Linked DNA regions of Mus musculus: region 2 is linked to region 1. Evidence: chromatin contacts called from public Hi-C data. All regions are on one chromosome and are shown on one strand. The core of a region is the stretch at or near the end of the contact, and the rest is flanking DNA. Distances in the headings are between cores, read along the strand shown. Region 1 holds the start of Cabp4 (calcium binding protein 4). Region 2 holds the start of Taf6l (TATA-box binding protein associated factor 6 like).

The links. Hi-C and Micro-C count contacts between places; a contact is called where the count stands out from the background.
Region 2: a Hi-C map of B cells shows a contact between it and region 1, with 6 read pairs. A contact is called at or near these places in 1 of 39 promoter capture datasets (pre-B cells) and 1 of 484 Hi-C or Micro-C datasets (B cells).

What each region holds. Positions count from the first base shown.
Region 1 is chr19:4,137,860-4,142,174 of GRCm38.p6, reverse strand. Cabp4 (calcium binding protein 4) reads left to right here and starts at 2,566. Exons shown (of 6, transcript NM_144532.2): 1 at 2,566-2,972; 2 at 3,371-3,401; 3 at 3,483-3,626. The coding sequence starts at 2,619. It overlaps Gpr152 (G protein-coupled receptor 152), which reads right to left and starts at 2,376. Exons shown (of 2, transcript NM_206973.2): 1 at 1,771-2,376.
Region 2 is chr19:8,783,734-8,788,048 of GRCm38.p6, reverse strand. Taf6l (TATA-box binding protein associated factor 6 like) reads left to right here and starts at 1,733. Exons shown (of 12, transcript NM_146092.2): 1 at 1,733-1,839; 2 at 2,871-2,927; 3 at 4,055-4,214. The coding sequence starts at 2,920.

The DNA of each region.
Region 1 (4,315 bases), core at 1,317-3,816:
AGACCATTTTGCCACGTGGAATCCATGTACCCAAGTGCATTTACCAGAGAGACCATTAAATGTTGTCTTCAGACAGGGTCTTGCTGTGGGACCCTCGCTGGCCCTGACACTTGCTGTATCGACCAGAACGGTCTCAACCTTGAGGCAATCCTTTTGTGTTAACCCTTTAAATGCTGGGATTACTAACCTGCACTACCAGCTTTGACCTTTTTTTTTTTTTTTTTTTTTTAGATTTATTTATCTGGGGCCAGGCATGGTGTCAAATGCCTTTAATCCCAACACTTAGGAGGCTCAGAAACAGGTGACTCTCTGAGTATGAGGCTAACCTAGTCTACACAGAAATTTCCAGGCCAGCCACAAGTGTGCTCTGGTGTCCAGAAAGGGGCATTGGATCCCCTAGAACTGGAGCTAAATGGCAGTGAAAGCTACCATGTAAGTACTGCTGGCTCCTCTGTACGATGCACGCATGGTTTTAACAGTTGAACCATCTTATCTCTCCAGCCCTGATTTAAAATTTTTGAAACAAGATTTCATGTAGCCCAAACTGGCCTCCATCTCATTATAGAGCTGAGGATGACCTCGAACTCCTGACCTTCCTGAATCTACCTGCGAAGTGCTTGGATTACAGCCACATACCACTATGTTCAGTTTATGCAGTACTGAGGATTGAACCCAAGGCCTCTTGCATGCCTGGCAAGCATTCTACCAACTTCGCCACATCTCCTGACCCCTGCTTCTTGTTTCTTTCGGACAGGCTGTCACTATGTAGACCAGGTAGACCTTAACATTTAAATGATCCTCCTGCCTCTGCTTCCACAGTGTGGGATTATGAGGCGTGCACTGCCATGCCCAGCTTCAGCTGTACGTCCTGCTCTAGGATAAAGAGCGACAGTGGAGCATCTGAGTGAGTGGAGAGGTGGTGCTCTGAGTTCAAGCCGTGGGAGCAACCTCCAGTGCTCCACAAGACAGTTTAAAACCTCTTAAAGGCAGTGATGCTGGTAATATCAGTACTGGGGAGGTGGAAGCAGGGGACCTGCCATGAGTTCAAGGTCAGCCTACACTACAGAGTTTTAAAAGCTTCTCTCAAACAAAACATCAGCTGGTGCACACCTGCAATGTCTGCATTGGAGAACTGGGTAAGGGGGTCAAGAGTTCAAGGCTAGACTTTTCTTCTTGGGAGTTTGAAGTCAGCCTGGGATACACAAGCCATTATCCCAAAAGAGAAAGAAAGAAAAGTACAGGATCATCCCTTCACAAGATCCTGATGTTTTGTCGTTCCAAATGTTTAAAATCCCAGGAAGAAAAGTGTCATTAGCAGACACCAGGTGAGGGCTGAGCCTCCAGGCCCTGGCAGGCTGTGGCTAGGAGGGTCCTGGGAGCAGCTGGTGGCACTTCAGTGTCTTGCACTGCTGCCTGTTTCTTCCCAGCACCTCAGAGTTCAGCAAAGGTGGCCCTGCCTGTCCCAGGAGGTTCTGTATAGGGGAGGCAGTGGCTTTGTGGCATGATGACAGTGAGGTGGCCAGGGGCCACTCAGTGCCTTCTGCTGTCCTTACTCTACCTCACACAACTGGCAGAGGGAAGAAGGCATCCCTCTGATGGTGGAGAGGGACTGGCTCCTGGAACACAGCTAGATCATGTCTGGAACCCGTGGTGGCAGCCACCATGCCCATGGCTCCCCACCTCAGCCCCTTTCTTGGCAGAGTCTCCTCTATGAATTCCAGCCCCTATGGCCTCAGAGTCTGGATGCCCCTTTCTCAGGGCCTGGCTTACCTGGGAGGTGCAGGCCAGGTAGAAGGAACAGGGTGCTGCCCGCTTGCCCAAGGTCCAGCCACCAGCCAGTCCCACGGTGGAGCTTGCCGCATGGCACTCAGTGTCGATATGGAGGCAGACAGGCAGGAAACCCAAGCTGAGGTAGCATCAATCATTCATGGCTCTGCTCTCCTGGAAACCCTAACCGTGGCCCCATAGGGCTTAAGCTGCCAGCCAGGGCCCCCCATTCCAACAAGGTCAGACAATGGAGACCCTTTGCTAGGAGCTCCTCCAGTCCAGGGCAGGCTGTGCCATCTCCAGTTCTCCATCAGCATCCAAGGTCTCTGGTCTGGTCTCTTTTTTTAACGTTTCATATGTCCTGTATCCCAATCAGGATGTTACTCTATTAGGGACTCAAAGTGACAATTCTCAGCCTTTTCCAGTATGCCTCCTCCTGCCTAAGGGGCCTTCACTAGTCTTCTTGGCCACACAAAGTGCAGCTATGGTACACTCTGAGATAAATGCAGCAATGTGTCTCCATTTCACAGATGGGGAAACTGAGACTTGGAATGATGAACTGGCTGCTTCTCCTCGGCAAGAAATGGCTGAGCTTAAGCATGAGCCCTCTGAAGCTGCTGTGCCCTGGCACCTTTACTCCTGAGAAGTTTCCTAGACCCATCTGGTACTGCCAGGCCACCCTGGGGCAGAGGGCAGGGATTAGGTTGACTGCCTGACTCATTTACCCTAATCCGCCTCACTGTGGATCCCAGGTGATGAACTCAAGCCTAGGGGGCCATAAGCAGCTTTCTGGGCCCTGAGAAGCAAGGGCACTCCAGGGAGCTACATCACTGAGTCCTGTTATCTTCTCCATGGCAACAGAGCACAATGTACAGCTGGTTCCTGGCTCCCAGAAGATCCCTAAAGGAGTTGTATCTCCCAGGAGTGCTGCTGAGGGCCCTGCCTTGACCAGGAGAAGGAGCAAGAAGGAGAGTTGGCACCCAGGGTCCCAGAAAGCCAGTTCTGGGGACCAGTCCTCTAGCCAGGGCTCTGAGGCCTCAGGAAGCAGCAAGCACCCCCCAAGGACCAAAGTGGGGCAGGAGGAACCATCCTCAGCCCCCGCCAGGCCAGCGTCTCACCGACACTCCCATCGACACCGTTCTGACCCCCAGCAGGATGCTGCCCAAAGGACTTATGGGCCCTTGCTCAACCGCATGTTTGGAAAGGTCAGGGGGGGGGGTCTCCGGGTGGGGGGGTTGAGGGTAATTCTCATCTGTATTCCTTCCTGCGCCTACATGCCAAGGCCTCCTTCTTGTGCCTCAGATTGGGAAATATAAGTGAGGGTAGAGTTGTGGCCTTTTGTATCCTAGACCAGGAGAGCCAGTGAGGGACAAGGCTGGCTTCAGGCCAGCTGGCTTAGTAAACAGAGGCAGACCTCACATCAGATAGCTAGGAAAACTCACTTGAAACTTCAGAAGCATGGGGAGAAGGTTGTCCTCTGCTTTGGGGTCTGTAGGATTTCAACTCTCTTCTGCTGCTTTGGTGGAGCTAGCCCTGCCCAGTGCACTTGCAGAGGCTGGAGGAGCGGTGGCAAATGGGGACATGTTGGCTTATTCCTATACAGGATCGTGAACTGGGCCCTGAGGAGTTGGAGGGTGAGTGTCCCTCACTGTTGCTGGGAGGTGGAAGGTAACCTGGGTCCAGCCTCCTGGCCTGACCGCTGCTAACCCCGACAGAGCTCCAGGCTGCCTTTGAGGAGTTTGACACTGACCAGGACGGCTACATCGGCTACCGCGAGCTAGGTGACTGCATGCGGACGCTGGGCTACATGCCCACGGAGATGGAGCTTCTAGAAGTGTCGCAGCACGTGAAGATGCGCAGTCAGTGATGGAGCCCTGCCGGGTGATTGGGTTGGGAGCCAGCCTGGTTACCTAGAGGGTGGGTGGGCCGTCGTTGAGTTACCTTTATTTGTAGTTATTATTAGTGGGGGTGGGGGTGGGATGTGTGAGCCACAGCATGCATTTGAGTGAGTGCTTCTATCATGGGAGTTCCAGGGATCTACTCAACTCAGGTCGTTAGGCATGGTGGCAAGCATGTTTATCCATGGAGCGCTCTGCTGCAATGGCTTTCTTTAGTTTTACAGTTTCTAAGCAGGGGATGGGATTTGCCCTGATGTGCGTATCCTGATTTGCTTTCTATTGCTGTGATAAACGCCATGACCAAAAGGAACTGGGAGAGAAAAGGGTTTATTCTGTATTACTTTACAACCCATCACTGAGGAAACTCAGGGTAGGAACCTGGGCAGGAACTGAAACAGAAACTAGAAAAATGCAGCTTACTGGCTTGCTCTTCAGGCTCCTGTTCAGCTAAGTTCCTTATACCTCTCAGGACCACCTTCCCGCCTTGTACAACTCACAATGGAATGGGCTCTCGTACATCAATCGTTAATCAAGAACAAGTCCCACAGACTTTTCTATGGGCCAATTTGATGGAGGCATTTTCTCAACTAAAGTTCCCTCTTCCTAGATGATCCTAGCTTATGTCAAGTTGACAAAAACAAAACAACCAG
Region 2 (4,315 bases), core at 484-2,983, 4.6 Mb before region 1:
GCTACACAGAGAAACCCTGTCTCGAAAAAAAACAAAAACAAAATAATAATAAAATTAAAAATAATAAATTAAATAATTAAAATTATTCTTTAAGGGGTAGAGAGATGGCTCAGAGATTAAGAGCACTTACTGATCTTTCAAAAGATCAGGGTTTAATTCCCAGCACCCACATGGCAGCTCACAATTGTCTGTAGCTCCTGTTCAGGGAATTTGACACCCTCACACATACATACAGTCAAAACAGCAGTGTAGTGGCTATTCCTGGTTGTCAGCTTGACTATATCTGGAATGAACTACAATCCAGAATTGGAAGGCTCACCTGTGATCCCGATCTTGAGGCTGGGAGATACAAGTTTCTGACCTGGCTCTTGGCATGGAGATCTTGAGGCATAGTGGCTATGAATCCCAGGAGACTAAGGCAAGGAGATTTCTGAGTGCAAGGTCATCTGAGACAAATCAAGTCCCAGATCCAGACTTGCTGGCACACCTGGGCCACACCTTCTGCTGGAGACCTACAATCAGGACATTGGAAAAAGGAAAATTCTCTCTTCTTCTGCTTGCCTCGTGGGATTAAGCAACTGCTAGATTCTTGGACTTCCATTCACAGCTCCTGCTGACCGTTGTTGGAGAGTTGGACAACAGACTGTGTACATCATCAACAAATTCCCTTACTATATAGAGACTACCCATTCGTTCTGTGACTCCAGATAACCTTGCCTTATACAACCAGTGTGTTTAAAAATAAAAAATAAATAGAGGATATAGCTCAGTGGCAGAACATTTGTCTATCAAATGCAAAGCTGTAGGTTGGATCACCTAAACCACAGTAAATAAATTTTACTTTCTTAGGGTTTCCTATATCCAAGGTTAGCCTTAATCTTGATATTTAGTCAAGGATAATACTGAACTTCTTATCCTCCCACTTTCAGCCCCCAAGTGCTGGCTAGTTCATGTCCTGCAAGTACTAGACAAGCATGTTACCAAGTGAACGGTATCCAGCTTTATGCAGGACTGGTGAAGTGGTGAAGACAAGTAAAAGAGCTTGTTGCTTAAGCCCAACAACCTGAGTTCCACTGTTGGTGCCTACAGGAGCATCAACTCCTCAAAGTTGCCCTCTCCCCCCCCCCACCCCCCGTATTTTTTGTGGGATTAAAGGCATGCTCCACCACTACCTGGCCCTCAAAAGTTGTTCTCTTATTTGCAAGTACAAGCACACATACAGAATTAAACTTTTTTTTTAAAAAAGATTTATTTATTTATTATATATAAGTACACTGTAGCTGTCCTCAGACATTCCAGAAGAGAGAGTCAGATCTCATTACGGATGGTTATGAGCCGCCATTTGGTTGCTGGGATTTGAACTCTTGACCTTCAGAAGAGCAGTGGGGTGCTCTTGCCCACTGAGCCATCTCACCAGCTCAAATTTTTTTTTTAAGATCAGAAACTAGAAAGCGGTATGGTAGCACACACCTTTGATCCCAGCATCCTGGAAGCAAAGGAAGGCCTATTAGTTCAAGACCAGCTTGTTTTATGCGGTGAACTCTAATTCAGTGTAAGCCAGGGAACACACACCTGTTAGCTAACCCAAAGGAGCTGTTGCTTTAAGAAGCGCCACTCACGTGACCAACGTCGCCCTAGTGGCTTTACCCGCACATACACACTGGCCAATCTTGAGGTGGTATGCCTCTTTGGTGGGCGGAAAACTCAGTAGACGGCCACCGATTGGCTCCGCATATGGAGGGCGGAGCCTGGGCGCGGAGAGAGGGAATTACCGTGAGCCGGTGAGTGGAAGCAGCCGTCCCTCCCCAGCAGGCGCCCTCCCAACCCCGGAGTCTGCAGGTGAGCAGGTCCTGCCCCGATCCAGGGATCGCTTCCCGCGGTGCTCTGCTCACCAGCCACGGAGCCCGCAGGACCCCGCCCCCTTCACCGAGCACGTGACACAAGTTCTGTAATCCCTGATCTCCCCACTCGACCCTGCACCCTTTGGAGCTGGGAGGGAGGAAGGTGGGTGGGAGGATTCACAACGTAGAAGTCCTTGGAGATCGGTTCCCACGCCTCCTGGTCAGGAGGACTTGGAACTGAGGGTGGGCAGGACGAGACTAAAGAGTGGGAGACCTTGGTCACAGACCGAATTTTGTGAGCTATCAAGACAGGGCTACATAATAGAGAAACTCCCTTCTAGCTTTCCACTTGCGCAGCACTGCATGGTTCCATTTTACAGATGGGGAAACTGAAGCGTACTCATCCAGTGCTGAGTCTAGTGATGGGACTTCAAATCTTTGGGCTACAAAGCCAGGCCTAGTTCAAACACAAGCCTACAGCTCATGAATATATTATCTTGAGTCGAATTACAACAGTGTTTGAGACCCAGCAGTCTAATCACCCGGTGCTTAGTGTTTGGTCTTGGACAGTTCAGGTAATCTCTCTGAGCTAAGACTTCCTCAGCTTTGTGAAATGGACAAATGTGTACAATTATATATCTCATACAATATTACTAACTGGGGGGGCCATGGGCATTTATGTGTTTAGAAAATAGCTGTGCTGGAAAGATGGCTGAGCAGTTGGCTAGTCTCCTTGGAGGACCCAGATTCAATTCTCAGTACCCACATAGCAGGTCACACCTGTCTGTAACTCCAGTTCCAAGGGACCTGGCACCCTCACACAGACATATACATGCAGGCAAAACACCAATGCACATAAAAGTGAATAAATCAGAAGTATTGACCCATGTCCTTAATAACAGCACCGGGATGGGTTGGTGGGCAGAGGCAGAAAGATCTCTGTGAATTGGAGGTCAGCAGGGTCTAGAGAGTGAGTTCTAGGACTGAATAGACAACATTGTCTGGAACAGCTATCCTTTTTTTTTTCAGCAAGTGTTAATGAGGGTATAGTATGTGCTGACCCTGCTGGAGGCCTGGGATGCAAAGGTGAGCGTACTGACCTGGTCTATTGTGCAACTTACAGTTACTGGGGAGCTGCATGCTGATGCCCAGCATCCCTGTACAGAGTGGAGTTGATGGTAACGAGCTGTGTTGGGTACTTACAGACTGTTCGAAGCTAAGGTGTCACATGTGTTAGGAAAACTCTGGTGCTGAGCTGCAGCTCCAGACTTTTTCTTTCTTTCAGGACAGGGTTTGTCTGTGTAGCCCAGGCTGTCCTGGAACTCACCCTGTAGACCAGGCTGGCCTTGAACTCAGAGATCCACCTGCCTCTGCCTCCCAAGTGCTGGGATTAAAGGTACATGCTACCACTGCCGGGCTCCAGCCTTTTTTTTTTACATTTTATTTTGAGATAGTCTAAGTTGTTAGGGTAACCTTGAACTCACTTCCTAGTTGACAAGGACAGTTATACAACCCAGGAAGGCCTCCCTGACAGTCAAACAGGGATCTAAGGAGGTAGTAGGTGATGGGTCACTGAGTCAAAGAGATTTGGAGAGAACAAAGAAGGGACAGTGTCAAACAAGAAACAGAATGGCCTGAAATAAGGAAATAGAGGTGGCCGTGGGTGGAAGTCTAGATCACAAGAGAAGAAGATAAGGTTTTGCAGACAGATGCTGGAAAGGCACAGGCATAGCCTGCCCATCATGGGCCAGTATCTTTGTTTAGTACAAAAGCAACAGGAATCACTGGGAGGATGGCTACGTGGGCTACGTAGATTGCCCACTTGTTCTGGAGATAAAGAATGAGGAACCCAGCCGGGCATGGTGGCGCAGGCCTTTAATCCCAGCTCTTGGGAGGCAGAGGCAGGCAGATTTCTGAGTTCAAGGCCAGCCTGGTCTACATAAGTGAGTTCCAGGACAGCAAGGGCTACACAGAGAAACCCTGTCTTGAAAAGCAAAACAAAAAAACAAAAACAAAAAAGGAATGAGGAACCCTTGCTGGAGTCCTGGGAGTGTCATCTTGGACTAGGGTCGTGCTGTGCTGAGCCTCTGGGCTCTGTCTTTGTGGCTTTTAAAGCAAGATGAGCAGGCATGGTTGAGATGGTCTTGCCTGCCTCACCCTTGGAGGAATCTCAGATACTGGGCGGGTTTTCAACCTTTCTTTTCCACTTGCAGTTCCACCGGGGCCATGTCAGAACGAGAGGAGAGGAGGTTTGTGGAGATCCCTCGGGAGTCGGTCCGGCTCATGGCAGAGAGCACAGGTCTAGAGCTGAGTGACGAGGTGGCCGCTCTGCTCGCTGAAGATGTGTGCTACCGTCTCCGAGAGGCCACACAGGTGTGCTGCTCTCCGTCCACCTCTCTCCTCCCTATGATCTCCTGTTACCTCTTCCCCACTGACATGCTTGGCAACAAGTGTATATCAGGTACCATGTGCTT